3 separate regions of the Mus musculus genome follow, and regions 2 and 3 are each linked to region 1. The links are chromatin contacts, called in public promoter capture Hi-C maps. All regions are on one chromosome and are shown on one strand. The core of a region is the stretch at or near the end of the contact, and the rest is flanking DNA. Distances in the headings are between cores, read along the strand shown.

Region 1 (4,608 bases), core at 117-2,616:
TTGCTTAGTTTTTCTCAAGGTTTGCAGTTCTGAATGACCACTTCTGAGGTACACATCTTCATCCCTCTGTAGACTGGAAATTCTGCATTCCTTTTATTGGCAGGGTTTCCTTGGGAAATGTGAAATTCCTAGTAGGAGCAGGCTGCTTGAGTCAAACACTATCTGTTCTTTCAGGCAATTAGACTGGCTAGGGGCCCAAGGTGAGTGAGTGAGCTGGCTTTGTAGAGTGTATCATGGCTCCACCTAGCTCAAGTCCTGGCAGCCTCCTCGGAGTTTTTAAGATTGTCCTGGGAAGTGAGCCTCTTTCTGCCTTAGCTTGAGGCTAGCACAGCAACTCGACCTTTCACCTACTTAAAGAAAAGTTCACAGACCAACTAAATAATAGGTTAGGTTAAGAAAAAACAACTCTGCTACGAACAGTCTCTTTCTAATATTACACTCCAGTGGCTGATTTAGTCATTTGTGTTTTGCTGGGTGAATGTTTTGAGTGGGGGGAGGCAGTTGTAAAATAAATGCCTATATCCTGATGTAGTGTCCAAGAGGATCTATACAATGGCAAACTAAACAACACACACAGTCATAAAGATTCATAAAGCTTTTTTTTTTTTTTTTTTTCCGAGACAGGGTTTCTCTGTATATCCCTGGCTGTCCTGGAACTCACTTTGTAGACCAGGCTGGCCTCGAACTCAGAAATCCGCCTGCCTCTGCCTCCTGAGTGCTGGGATTAGAGGTGTGCGCCACCACGCCCGGCTGATAAAAGATTATTTTTGAGTAAAGTTTCATCCTTTGCAAACATGAAATGTGGGTATGCGAAGATTTACGAGTAAACGGGATACACGCTGCATTAAACGAAGCCCATGCAAGAGAAATAATACAGGGCATGCTTTGAGCTTTCCCCTTCACAAGCATTTTCAAACGTCATTTTTTTTTTTTTCTCTTTGCAAGATTTGCTAGAAATCCGTGTTCAAACTAGGATAACGAACCCAGTCCTGAGAAGAATGGGGAAAAAAAAAAACAAGCAGGTTATTTCTTCGTTTATATTGAGATTTATGCATCGCAGCAGTGAAGGCGGGTTTTGCAGTTCTCAGCGGGGGCACCCTGGACGCCTCAGGTCTTCCCGCCCTGCGCCCCCTGCCCAGCTCCCCTCTGCAGCTGCTGTAGCTGCGGGTCCGTCCCGCCGCTCCCCTCCCCAAGGGCTCAATCCCCGCCCTGCGAGGGCCCCAGTCGGGTCCAGCCGTCGGCGGCTCCGCAGAATGACCCATAGTAACCTCGCCCCGCCCCTGCCGCCAGCACCGCGCTCCCCAGGCCGGCATTTGATAGGCCGAGCCCCGCACGCGCCACCGCCCGCGGGCCAATGGGCGGCGGTCTCTTTGCATATGCAACGAGCGCCAGCCCGGGGTGCGCGTCCAGGACTGCGGCTCAACAGACGCTGCTCAGCCGGCGCCCGGGAAACGTCGCTGCGGTTGTGGCCGCGGTCGCGGGCTCGGACGAGGAGGCGGCGGCAGAGCGGGAGGCTGAGCCGGCAGCAGGCGGTCGTCCCCGTCTCGCAGGGCGGCCCCAGCAGCTGCGTCAGGGTCCTGAGGAGGTGGCGCTGGGCAGGAGCCGCTCTGAGGAGCAGCCAGGCCTGCGTGGGTCGGAGCCCGCGGTGAGTGCGCGCAGCGCCCGTTGTGAGGCGATGAGGGTCGCGGGATGGCGGCCAGGCCTCCCTCCTCCCACTCGGCGAGCGTGCATGCCGCTCGCCGGTGCCTGAGGGGACTCCTGGGCCGCGGGGTGCTGGGCCGTGGCGAGGGTCGGGGAAACGGGGGTTGGTGGAGGGTGAGTGGCGAGTAGGGCGTCCTCGCGGATTCGGGGAAACCGCCGGCGTGGAGCTGCGGGCGCGGGAGGAAGGATGCACCGCGGCCTCCTCCGCGGGCGCGGGCACGTGGGTGGGGTCGTCCCGCTCCACGCGGCCGCGCGGCGTCCGTGGGAGGTACCAGCGCCCAGAGGGTCCCTGAAAACTGCGGGTGTGGGACAGGAAATGCGGGTGCGGGCGGTGGGAATGGCGTGGGGAACCTCTGGTGTCTCCTCCTAAGTGCGTTTTAGTCTCGGACGAGTCAGTCATGAGATGCATACATAGGCAGCCCCGGGGGTCACTTGTGATCCCCGTGATGGGATTTCACAGATGAAGATCCAACTGTATGGTCCGTTCTGGTTCTAGAACAGGTATTCCGATCACTTGTACATAGAGCCCCTCAACTTAGAAAGGGCAGGACAGTTTTTGGGAATCCAGTGGAAACTAGAGAGGGGGGATTGATAACTGCCTAGAATGACAGAGCTGGCATTTACTGAGCTTTTTTTAAAGGCCACACACCAAGAACTTTGTGCATGGCTATGTTTACATTGTTAGTCCACCGGGACGGTCGCACATTCTCAGTTTTACAGCGAGAGAGCCTGCACTGTGGACACGTTAACTTAGCCCAGATCTGAGCTACTAGGAGAAGCTTGAGCCCCAGGAGGGCCTGTCTGAATCTAGAACAAATCTCTGATGGCTTTAGTAGCAACAGCCCTCTGTTGGTGTTTGAATGGTTTCCGTGGCTTTGGGTTTCTAGGTTCTTTTGGGTCTTAGGGGTTCTGCAGAGCTGTAGTTTGGTGTTTTTGTTTTTCCTGTTTGTTTTAGGCTGTTTTGTATGCGCACTTTGGCTCTGAGTGTTGTTGAAGGGTGCTGCTGAGTTGCCCCTAGAAGTGCATGCAAAGCTTATTACAGAGAGGGAAGTGTTGGGACTTGAGAGTGCGTTTTCTGGTGTCTCCCTGAGCACCCCTCACATGTAGAGTTGAAGGCTGATTGTATTTTCTAACTTAGGCTCTGATTCTTCTGTCATAAAGTGCCTTGACTCCAGTGTGGCCACAGGAGAGGGTCACCTGGTATCTTTGGAGTCCAGTTACTGGATTTGTAGGACATTTGGGCCGAGTGACTGGTACCCTGTGAGTCCCAAGATGTCCTCCTTGGAGAAAGCAAAGAAAGAAGGACACACTGAAGGACACTGTGTGTGGGAATAACACTAGCGCCTTCCTGATTCAGTTAATTGTTCACGGAGAGCCTTCTCATTGAGTCATGTCAGGCATCTTAGCAGGTGCTGGGAGATATAACAGGGATAGGTTGATCTGTCCCTGTGCCCTCAGGCTGGGATTAGACTACATGCCAAGGATTTTGTAGATAAATGGGTGATTGCAACCTATGTTACATGCAATAAAGGTGAAGTATTGGATGATTGAAGATTCTAACAAGCATTATGATTTACATGGAAATCCAGGGAGCTGCTTTTTAAGAACGGATTATGTGAGATTTTTTTCCTAGATGTCCAATTTGTGCTCTGAGGCTGAAATTAAATGTACATAGGACAAGCGCTTCAGAGCTTTTTGAGCAACTATAATAATATATTTTTTTATTTTAATATATTTCCCACCAGATTGTTATCTCAGTTCAAATTGTGGAGTATCTGAATGAGATAGGTAGGGAGTATTCCCAGGCCCGCCTTTAGAGTGCTTAAAGCTCAGAAGCAGCAATCTTTTATATGGATGTGGATTTGAAGGTGTGATTTAGACGTCCCCACCTCACAACACCCACCTCACCCCACTTACCCCTCAGTGATAGGCTTTTCTGATTTACAGTAAGCATCATAATTTTTTAAAGTATTCATTGTAGCTTATATTTTACTCAGTAACTTAACATAAAAATTTCAGCTCTAAGCTGGGTTTGGTGGCTCACCTTTTATCCCAGCACCTAGGAGGCAGAGGCAGGTAGGTTTGAGGCCAGCCTGTTTTATGTAATTCCAGGACGTAATTAGACCCTGCCTCAAAAAAACCAAAAACTAAATAAACATCTTTCAGTTCTTAGGAAGCAAGAAAACCATGCATGAATTGGGATATAGATATCTATTCAAACACTTCAAAAGGTAATATAACTAATTGTAATACTTTTATTGGATACCAGCTGTATGCAAGTATTGTCCTTTGTGTATACTGTTTAGAATAAGTGCAAAGATGTGCTTAAAAGTCCCTGCTCTGAAAATTTCATATCAATACTGATTTTTTTCATAGCACTGTCATATGTTATACTAGCTGAGCCTTTGAAGAGGTTAGTATGATGAGCAGAAATTCACGAAAGTGGAGATGTTAGGCAGAAAGCTGTTATGGCATGGTGATAGGTAGTATGAGCTGAGAGGTGAAGGTTCTGTTTCAGATCCAGGCAACTGGAGGGCTTGTATGCACTTTCATTCTCCGAACTGAGGCTCATTGTGAAAGAAGTAGATATTGGATGTGGGAGAACATGTTTCTAGGTTTAGAAGTGGTCCATGGCCTTGGGCTTCTCTTTAGGGTGCTGGTTTGGTTTGGTGTTCAGAAGTAGAATGCCATTTTGGGGCCTTCTCTTGTTCTGGTGAGAGTGTCTAAAACAATGTGCATGTCAGGCTGCCTGTGGAGGAGTAAGAGCAGAAAGAGGCCCTGTTAGTACTGAGTAGAAGAGGCAGAGTTTGCAAAGGAGATAGAAACGAGTGGCATGTTATTAGTTACCTCAGTGTTATTGTGACAAATGCCTGATCAAAGAAGGCAGGAAAAGATTTTTGGTTCATA
Region 2 (4,469 bases), core at 1,258-3,757, 680 kb before region 1:
GGTGGCTTGTCCTATACCGGGTCACAGTGTGCTTCCCTAAAATCTAGTTACACCCAAGACAAGCAAAACCCAGAAGGCCATGCTCACTTCTACAACAGAGCAGGCATAGTCTGATTACTGCTATGTCTCTACTCTACAACCTGTGTCTTGGGGCTGCAGAAATGGTTCGATAATCAAAAACACATGTCGCTCCTGCAGAGGACCCAAGTTTGGGTCCCTAGACCCACACTGTATGGATTACAATCACTTGTACTTTCAGTTACAGAAGGGCCTGACACCTCTGACCTCCACAGACACCTACACTTACCTGTGCCTTCCCACACACAGACACACTCACATACACACAAAAACTCCATGTATTGGGTTCAGCTGTGCTTGCCTGTAAATCCCAGCCCTTGGGAGCCTGACTTGGAGTCTGCTGAGAGTTTAAGGACAAGTTCTAGGTTAGTCAATGAGTCTCAGTCTCAAAACAAAATAGAATGAAATAAAATACAATAAAACAAAACCCCCCTCATCGTGCCTTCTGCTGTGACACACTAAATTGTTATTTCTCTTTTGACGTGGATTCTTCTAACAGCAATACACCCATTTTTTTTCTCCACACAACTGCAATATATTGGGGGGGGGGGCTGCCATGGTTTTTGTTTTGCTTTGCTTTCTTTTATATGTATAAGAATATGTTCATTCTTTCTTTTCTCTTCTTTTCTTTCTTTCTTTTTTTCTTTTTTTCTTTTTTAATTAGGTACTTTCTTCATTCACATCTCCAGTGCTATCCCAAAAGTCCCTCACACCCTCACACACACACACACACTCTCCCACCCACCCACTCCCACTTCCCGGCCCTGGCGTTCCCCTGCACTGAGGCAGATAAAGTTTGCACAACCAATGGGCCTCTTTGGGCCTCTTTTTCCACGGATGGCCAACAAGGCCAGATACATATGCAGCTAAAGACACAAGCTGGGGGGGGGGGGCACACTGGTTAGTTCATATTGTTGTTCCACCCATAGGGTTGCAGATCCCCTCAGCTCCTTAGGTACTCTCTCTAGCTCCTCCATTGGGGGCCCTGTGATCCATCCAATAGTTGACTGTGAGCATCCACTTCTGTGTTTGACAGGCCCCAGCATAGTCTCACAAGAGACAGCTATATCAGGGTCCTTTCAGCAAAATCCCGCTAGTGTATGCAATGGTGTCAGCATTTAGAGGCTGATTATGGGATGGATTCCACCTCACACCAGTCAGAATGGCTAAGCTCAAAAATTCAGGTGACAACAGATGCTGGTGAGGATGTGGAGAAAGAGGGACACTCCTCCATTGTTGGTGAGATTGCAAGCTTGTACAACCACTCTGGAAATCAGTCTGGCAGTTCCTCAGAAAATTGGACATAGTACTACCGGAGGATCCCGCAATACCTCTCCTGGGCATATATCCAGAAGATGTTCCAACCGGTAAGAAGGACACATGCGCCACTATGTTCATAGCAGCCTTATTTATAATAGCCAGAAGCTGGAAAGAACCCAGATGCCCCTCAACAGAGGAATGGATACAGAAAAATGTGGTACATTTACACAATGGAGTACTACTCAGCTATTAAAAAGAATGCATTCACGAAATTCCTAGGCAAATGGTTGGACCTGGAGGGCATCATCCTGAGTGAGGTAACCCAATCACAAAAGAACTCACATGATATGTACTCACTGATAAGTGGATATTAGCCCAGAAACTTAGAATACCCAAGATATAGGAAACAATTTGCGAAGCACATGAGACTCAGGAGGAATGAAGACCAGGGTGTGGACGCTTTGCCCCTTCTTAGAATTGGGAGTGGAACGCCCATGGAGGGAGTTGCAGAGACGAAGTTTGGAGCTGAGACGAATATGCTCATCATCATGTTTGGAACTTTCACTCCACGATGGAAGGGTCTCTCTGCCCTTTGGTTTATACATAAAGTATATTTAAAATAATTCTTTGAAAACCCATGTATACATGCTACACAAAGGTCAAATGGATTCATATTTGTGAGTTTCTTTTTTCATATTTATTTGAGCATGCATCACGTGTGTGCAGGTACCCGAGAAAGCCAAATGAAGGTGTTGGAGCCTCTGCAACTGGAGTTTACAGGCAATTGTGAGGCTCCTATTGGGACTTTTGGAACTGAGATGTGATCTTCTACAAGGACCATCTCTCCAAGGGCTTACTTTCCCTTTTAAGTGTTCTCTGAGAATGCTGTGTGCTTTTGGAGAGGCCACGACTGAATAGTTACCAGAAAACTTCAATTTGTCGCCTATTCACTTCATCCAAATGACCTTGAATCAGATACTTCTCTGAGATCCTAGAAAGGGTGAGCCACTTCACTATTAGGATTATGATAAGTGCTTACTGGGAAAGCATCCTAGACAACCCAGTATGTAAAAGTACTTACCATGCAAACCCGAATCCCGTGCAGAAAAGCTACAGGGCTATTTCCAGAAGTGTGTGGGCTTACTAGCCTGGAATCGGTTCGCGCTCTGGCTTTGTCCTTCACAACCACTAGATGGCGCCAACTGTTTGAGACTTTTCTTGGTGCCTGACACTGTCTGGTTTCCAAACCCCCAAAAATGAATTTGGAATTGAGAAAGATTATCTGGCAACTTTATCCACAAACACTGAGTTGACATCTCTTTCTGAAATGAATTAAAGCTTTTTTTTTTTTCATTCTGGTTCCCATCTTTTAAAAGCCATTACATCGTGTTGTTCTTCCATTGATTCTCCGGGGCTTTCTCGAGTCTGTTAGACCTTCAACAATTCAAGATGTTTTCCAGCAGTCAGAACTACCTTCTCTAAAACATCCTGTGCTTTTCCAGCAAAGCGTGGGCCATGCTAGCGTCCATGCCTCTCTGGGAACTTGAGAGAAGCAATTTTCGATTAGTTAAAAAAAAAAAAAAAGGTTGTTAAATGCTGTCTTGTCGGAGGGCTGCATGTATGTTCAGTATGGCTTCAGAGAAGCCACATTTATGGGCTGAGGCATCAGTCTTGGGTCATAAACAGGACAAGGGCTACACTCAGTAAAAGATTAAATTAAACACACTCCTTGGTGATGTGGACTTTGCCAATGTACTTTTAAAGGAGTAATAAAATGTAACTGTGTTTTAAAACTGTCTCCTGAAATAAGCCTGTTCATTGCAGTGCCAGCTGAAGTAACATAGAAGCGAGAAGCACAATACAGACACATTCCCAGTGCACAAGTCCCACTGATGAGTCTCTTCCAAACTGATTTTTCCTTAATTTTGCTCATTGCACATAAGATAACATAAAATGATACGACTTGGGGAGATGGCTCAGCAGTTAAGAGCACTGGCTGCTCTTGAAAAGACCCATGTTTGTTTTCCAGCACCTACGCATGGTAGCTCACAACTATCATTAACTCCAACTCCTGGAGTTCTGACACCCTATTCTGATCTCTACAGGCAAAGTCATGCATGTGGATGTGGGTTACATACACACAGAGACAAACATTTATACACATAAAATTTTAAAAGCATCTTTTAAATGACATAAAGTGAGCCAGTGAGCCGAAGCTATCGCATTTAGCATTTTGATCAAAAGAAAAGAGCAGCATTGAAAAACCAGTGGTGTGCTCGTTCTTTCAACATTTTAGAAACCACCATCAGGGCCCAGCATGGTGGTTCCCATGTCTAATCCAAGCACTCGGAGAGTGACAGAGAAGGTTCTCGGGTTCAATGCCAATCTGATCTACATAGTGCGATACTATCTCAAAATATCAAAAAGTTTCAGGAGGAGGATAAAGTGGGCTAAGGAGGGAAAGAACGGGAGGGAGAGAGAAAAGAAGAGGGGAGGAGGAGGAGGGGAGGAAGGAAAGAGAATCAAAGAGATGATCACTGGGGTTAAGGCTCATGATTTAGGTTACTCTAAGCAATTATACCTCTATGTCTGCCCAAAGCCAAACCTGTGTTGGTCTTACCTTAACCTAAACTTTTACCCCCAGAATAAACTAATGTTCTCAATATCAATCATATATCATCTAAAGTTGAAAATGTCAAAAAGCCGGGAGCTCTTGGGGGGGGTGGGGGTGGGGGCCTGGTTGCTGTTCTTCCTATGGGGTTGCAAACTCCTTCAACCAAAGAGTACACATGGAGGGATCCATGGCTCCAGCTGCTATGTAGCAAAGGATGCCTTATCTAGTAATCCCTTGGTCCTATAGAGGCTTAGACCCCAGCACAGGGGAATGCTAAGGAGGTGAGGCTGGAGTGGGTAGTTGGTTGGGGAGCACCCTCATAGAAGCAGGGGGAAGGGGAAGGCGATAGGAGGGGTTTCAAGGGAAACCTGGGAGGAGGATAACATTTGAAATGTAAATACATAACATAGCCAATAAAAAATGTCAAAAAGCACAGACTGTTAATGACATGGACATTTTCTTTTTTGACAAGAGAAAAAAGATGGGCGAGTCAGCACTCAGGAGCCTAGTCTCTGAT
Region 3 (4,630 bases), core at 987-3,486, 780 kb after region 1:
TTACAAAATGCAATTAGGGTTATATTTTTCATCTTTCCTCTAGTGTATAGTAAATAAACAGATGCTACAGGGAGAACATAAGTTTACTTAACTAGTCTATTTCTAAGCTTTTGAGTGTTCAGATTCAGTTTGTCTTATGTCTCTGCCTATTTTTGTAGGGACCTGTGAAATCTTAAATGACTCACACACACTGTTAGAAAATCTGAAAATAACCACTATGTAACTCCCAATTTAGATAAACACAGACGATGTGTTGAATTCTTCCTACTTAAAAAAGAAAAGAAAAGAAAAAAAGGTAAAAAAACCTTCATTCATTTTTTTCTCCAATATTTTTAAAATCTCACAGATGGATTAGTAAGAGGAATCACTTGTACACTTCCTGCTTGGCATTGCTGATAATTGGAGAAGCTATTTCAATCCTTGAAATTTCTTTTGTAAACAAATGCATGTAAATAAATCTATAAGTTTATTCATGTCTTCGATACATCCTGGTTTGTGGCAAATAAGCAAAGTTATGTGAAAATGATTTCCTGTTAGATTAAGCATCTAGATATTGCTTAACAGATCTTGCTGATAATGAATGCTATAATTTTTTTAGAACTGTCAATAGGTTGTAGGTATAGAAACTTCCTTTGCTTACATACATAGGCTGATTAAGATTACCACCAAGTAGGCTATTTAAGCATACACAGAACATTTCCAAAATAAACAAATGCTTTCTTCAAGAAACTGTACCCATAAACTTGTGAGTGATATAATGAAGTTTAAATAAAAAGGGTTCTATATGTATATAATATATTTCATATTACTTCAGGATTGATTTAGCTTTGGCAATCAGCTTTCACTACTGTCATGTTAAATGTTATCTTGAAAGCCATATTGAGTGCATTTGCTTTAAGATCATTATCTTGACATACTCTTAACACATCTTAGCATATGGATTACGTGATTATCTGAGAACCCACTACTTTGAAGGGAGGTTTTTCTGTAGAATTAGAGAAAGAATGCACATTGCAGTTTGAACCACAGCCTAACATGCATGGCCGACTCGTCGCTGACTCTGGTTTACTTTAGATGACACCGTTATTGCTTCTAACACTCAAAGGACTTCATTTCTCTAGGAGCTGCTCTTGCAAGCAGTGAAGATGGCTTTAATAGTTCTAACACCTTACACAGTGTTTGATTTAAAATTTAATTTTCTGAAGTCTAAATGGTAGGAACATTGTGTCTCCTCAGACAGCTATTATTGATGCCCCTTACAGTAAAAAACATCTTTCCTATGAAATCAGCTGGAACATTGACACTGAACCATCAACACATGTGAGTAAATCTGATTCAAACAACCCACCTAGTTAGGATAAACAAAAATAAATTTGCTTCAATCAACCTCTTCAGCAAGTAACATATCAGCTTTTCCAACCAACGCATAAAAATTACAATCACAGTCCATACCGATCTATATATTTTCTTCCCTGGATTCAAAGTTATCATTTCTCTGTGATTCCTAGTAACATGAACCTTTCCCACAAAGTGATAGTTCATCTTTGAAAAGGGGAAAATGTCAATGTTCAAAATTATTCTAAGCTGCTTTCTCAAGACTAAAATTAGCACATAATAACATAAGCCCTTCTGGAATATACCAGTTCATAAAATAATTAATAATTAATTCAGAGTTCCCTTAAGGTGAATATCAAAGAAAGAAAACAAATCTAAATTTTTTGCCTCTGTGACTCATATGATTGATGACATTTGAATCCTTTTAAACTGTCTGTTAAGATTATTAAGCATATAAAATTATATTTTTGGTTCTATATCTGACTCTTGGGAGAAAAAGAACACATTAGAGAAAGAATCAAAACATAAGGTTTGGTTAACTTTACATTAATCGGCATGTTGACGTTAAAATTCTCAACTTTTCTGCTCTCCTTGCATACAGTTTTACTCAGTAACATTATAGTTAATGCATATTCTCTGACAAGTCCTGTAAATCACAGAGCCCCTCATTTCGGCACACACGTATAGAGTATCCTTGCCTAAAAAGCAGCAGGTTGTCCGGTTATTCTATCAATATAAGCTTGCCAACGGTCTTTTTCCTCTCATCTGGGAAAACAGGGAGGGACACTCAAATGAGAACTTTCCAGTAAATAGAAGAGAAAGCAGTCTTACCTCTGTCTTATATTATGTGGAAGGCTCCAAGCATGCTCCTCTCTGCCGCTGAGTGAGGGCTCGGGCCGTTTCAGCACCGGACAGCTCCTCGGCTTATAGAGAGCCTGGGCGCCTGACTCCGCATTCCACGCTGACGTCACCGGCTCAGCCTCAAACCCCAGCGCAGGCGAGCTTTTTCAAAGAATCCGAGAGAAAACAATCACTTTAGATATTTTTTTAAAGCGTTGCATGCTTACGCCACCTGTCTTATGTAGCAAAAACTACAGCTTCTTCCCCCTTCTTTTATCTCTGAGGCTCGAAATAAAATGTTCAGCACAAATTCCCTTAGAAAGGAAGAAATCTGTCAGATAGACATGACTAATTGCAAGGACATCTCTGCGTTTTCACGCCTTGTTTAGAAAGGTTTCTTGGGCTTGCTGCCATGTCATAAGAATTTTACAGATAATGACTATCTTTTTATTTGTGCCTATAAAGAAATACGTTCTCATTTCCTGGTGCAGCCACAATTGAACAGAACATTGCAAATATGATAGATCGTATTTCATATCATGACTCCAGGCAGAACTGTTTTAAAACTGTTTAGTTTGAGCAAAAAAGGTGAGATGCTTAATTTTTTTTTTAATGAGAATCAACTCCAATTCTTTCAGCACAGTGTTCAAAATGAGAGTTCACAGACGCTCAAGTTGTTGATACTTCTATATGAGGCCATTCAAATCTTCAGCAAAATCAGGTGTTGCAAGAGATAGCTAAGAAACTGTGCTCCAAAAAACATACTGCCTACCAGGAAGGGAGGGATTACTGCTAGAAGAGAGAGAGTGGGGGTGGAAGGGGGAGAGAGAGGGAGAGAGATTGAGAGATTTTCATATGCCTAGAGCCCTCTTGGCATCAAGAGAACATAGTACCACAGAAATACTTCTAGGTTTTGGTTGAGTAAGTTGAGGTGACTAACTTCAATGAATGAGAACCATCCAAGGAACAATGTCAGAGTTAACCCACCGCTTCTTGGATTTATAATTCATAACCATGGCTGTACTTTGCCGTGGAACTTGATTAGGTACCTTAATAATTTATACAGGTCTAAATTTTTAACTTTATTTTATTAAAGATGTGAGTCCTCTAACCCTGTATATACTGAAATATATTTCTGAGAACTGAGAGAATCTTGTTGTATGAGGTCCTCTAAAAGTCTCTGCTGACTGAACAATCACATTCCAATTTTATCTACCCACCAACTGAGTTATGATGCTTATGAGGTGCCAGATAGTTTGTGAACTACTGGGAAAAGAAAAAAATGAATATAGTTTTCTGGCTTTAAGAAGGCTTTAATCAATGGGGATGAAAGATAGATTATTTTAATATACATTGGAAAGCACTAAAGAGAAGGCTATTCAGAAGGCTTTGAAAGTTTTGTGGCATTTGCAAAACTCAAGAAGAAGGAAGAAGAAGGAAGTGTGGATACTTTGCTCCTTCTTAGAATGGGAAACAAAGTACCCATGGAAGGAGTTACAGAGACAAAGTTTGGAGCTAAGACGGAAGGAAAGACCATCCAGAGACTGCCCCACCCGGGGATCCAGCCCATATACAACCACCAAACCCAGACACTATTGCATATGCCAGAAAGATTTTGCTGACAAGACCCTGATATAGCTGTCTCTTGTGAGGCTATGCCAGTGCCTGGCAAGCACAGAAGTGGATGCTCACAGTCAGCTATTAGATGGAACACAGGGCCCCTAATGAAAGAGCTAGAGAAAGTACCCAAGGAGCTAAAGGGGTCTGCAACCCTATAGGAGGAGCAACAATATGAACTAACCAGTAACACACACAACCCCCCCCCCCAGAGCTGTGTCTCTAGTTGCATATGTAGCAGAGGATGACCTAGTCCGCCATCAATGGGAGGAGAGGCCCTTGGTCTTGGGAAGATTATATGCCCCAGTACAGGGAAATGCCAGGGCCAGGAAGTGAGAGTGGGTAGATTGGGAAGCAGGGTGGGAGGGGGGGTATAGGGGACTTTTGGGATAGCATTTGAAATGTAAATGAAGAAAATATCTAATAAAAAACAAAAAAGTAAACATGCTAAAATGAAAAAAAAAAGAAAGAAAGTTTTGTGGCTTATTAGTTGTTGACTCTATCTATATAGTAATGAGTAAGAGGAGGAGAGACCTCCAGCTAATAGACCTAAGCTGATCTTTTATTAGGTTTGTAAGACTTCCTACTCTACAAAACACTGTTGAATTGTTCAAAACTTATGAATATGAAATAAATACTAAAATAGTTTTAAAACTTATGAAAAAAATTTCACAGAAGTCCTCACTGATTTGCTCTGGGAAAGATATTTAATTTTCCTCAATGATGAGAGAGCATCACATGAGTTCACATGGACCTCACTGGAACATGCTGGGGCTACACATTCAATGTACTGGTGTATATTGATCCTTCACAATGAGTTGGTAGAACATGGTCACAT

Evidence for each region. Promoter capture Hi-C pulls out the DNA fragments that hold promoters and counts their contacts.
Region 2: a contact with region 1 is called in a promoter capture Hi-C map of pre-B cells, with 2.8 times the contacts expected there. The contact joins the enhancer-like site here to the promoter of Acsl3 in region 1. A contact is called at or near these places in 5 of 39 promoter capture datasets (the 3T3-L1 cell line, the HPC-7 cell line, HPC-7-derived erythroid cells and 2 more) and 1 of 484 Hi-C or Micro-C datasets (epidermal suprabasal cells).
Region 3: a promoter capture Hi-C map of hippocampal neurons shows a contact between it and region 1, with 10 times the contacts expected there. The contact joins the promoter of Scg2 here to the promoter of Acsl3 in region 1. A contact is called at or near these places in 5 of 39 promoter capture datasets (cranial neural crest, frontonasal cranial neural crest, hippocampal neurons and 1 more) and 1 of 115 datasets of contacts at active chromatin or transcription factors (astrocytes).

The regions. Positions count from the first base shown.
Region 1 is chr1:78,656,459-78,661,066 of GRCm38.p6, forward strand. It overlaps Acsl3 (acyl-CoA synthetase long-chain family member 3), which reads left to right and starts at 1,367. Exons shown (of 15, transcript NM_001033606.2): 1 at 1,367-1,645. Utp14b (UTP14B small subunit processome component) reads left to right here and starts at 1,367. Exons shown (of 3, transcript NM_001001981.3): 1 at 1,367-1,645.
Region 2 is chr1:77,976,359-77,980,827 of GRCm38.p6, forward strand. No RefSeq gene overlaps it. Among named protein-coding and RNA genes, the nearest start is that of Gm26263, 80 kb to the left of the region's middle. Within about 2 kb of position 2,508, at least 6 of the 459 cell types and tissues checked have an H3K27ac peak or open chromatin away from gene starts, as enhancers often do.
Region 3 is chr1:79,437,790-79,442,419 of GRCm38.p6, forward strand. It overlaps Scg2 (secretogranin II), which reads right to left and starts at 2,237. Exons shown (of 2, transcript NM_009129.3): 1 at 2,167-2,237.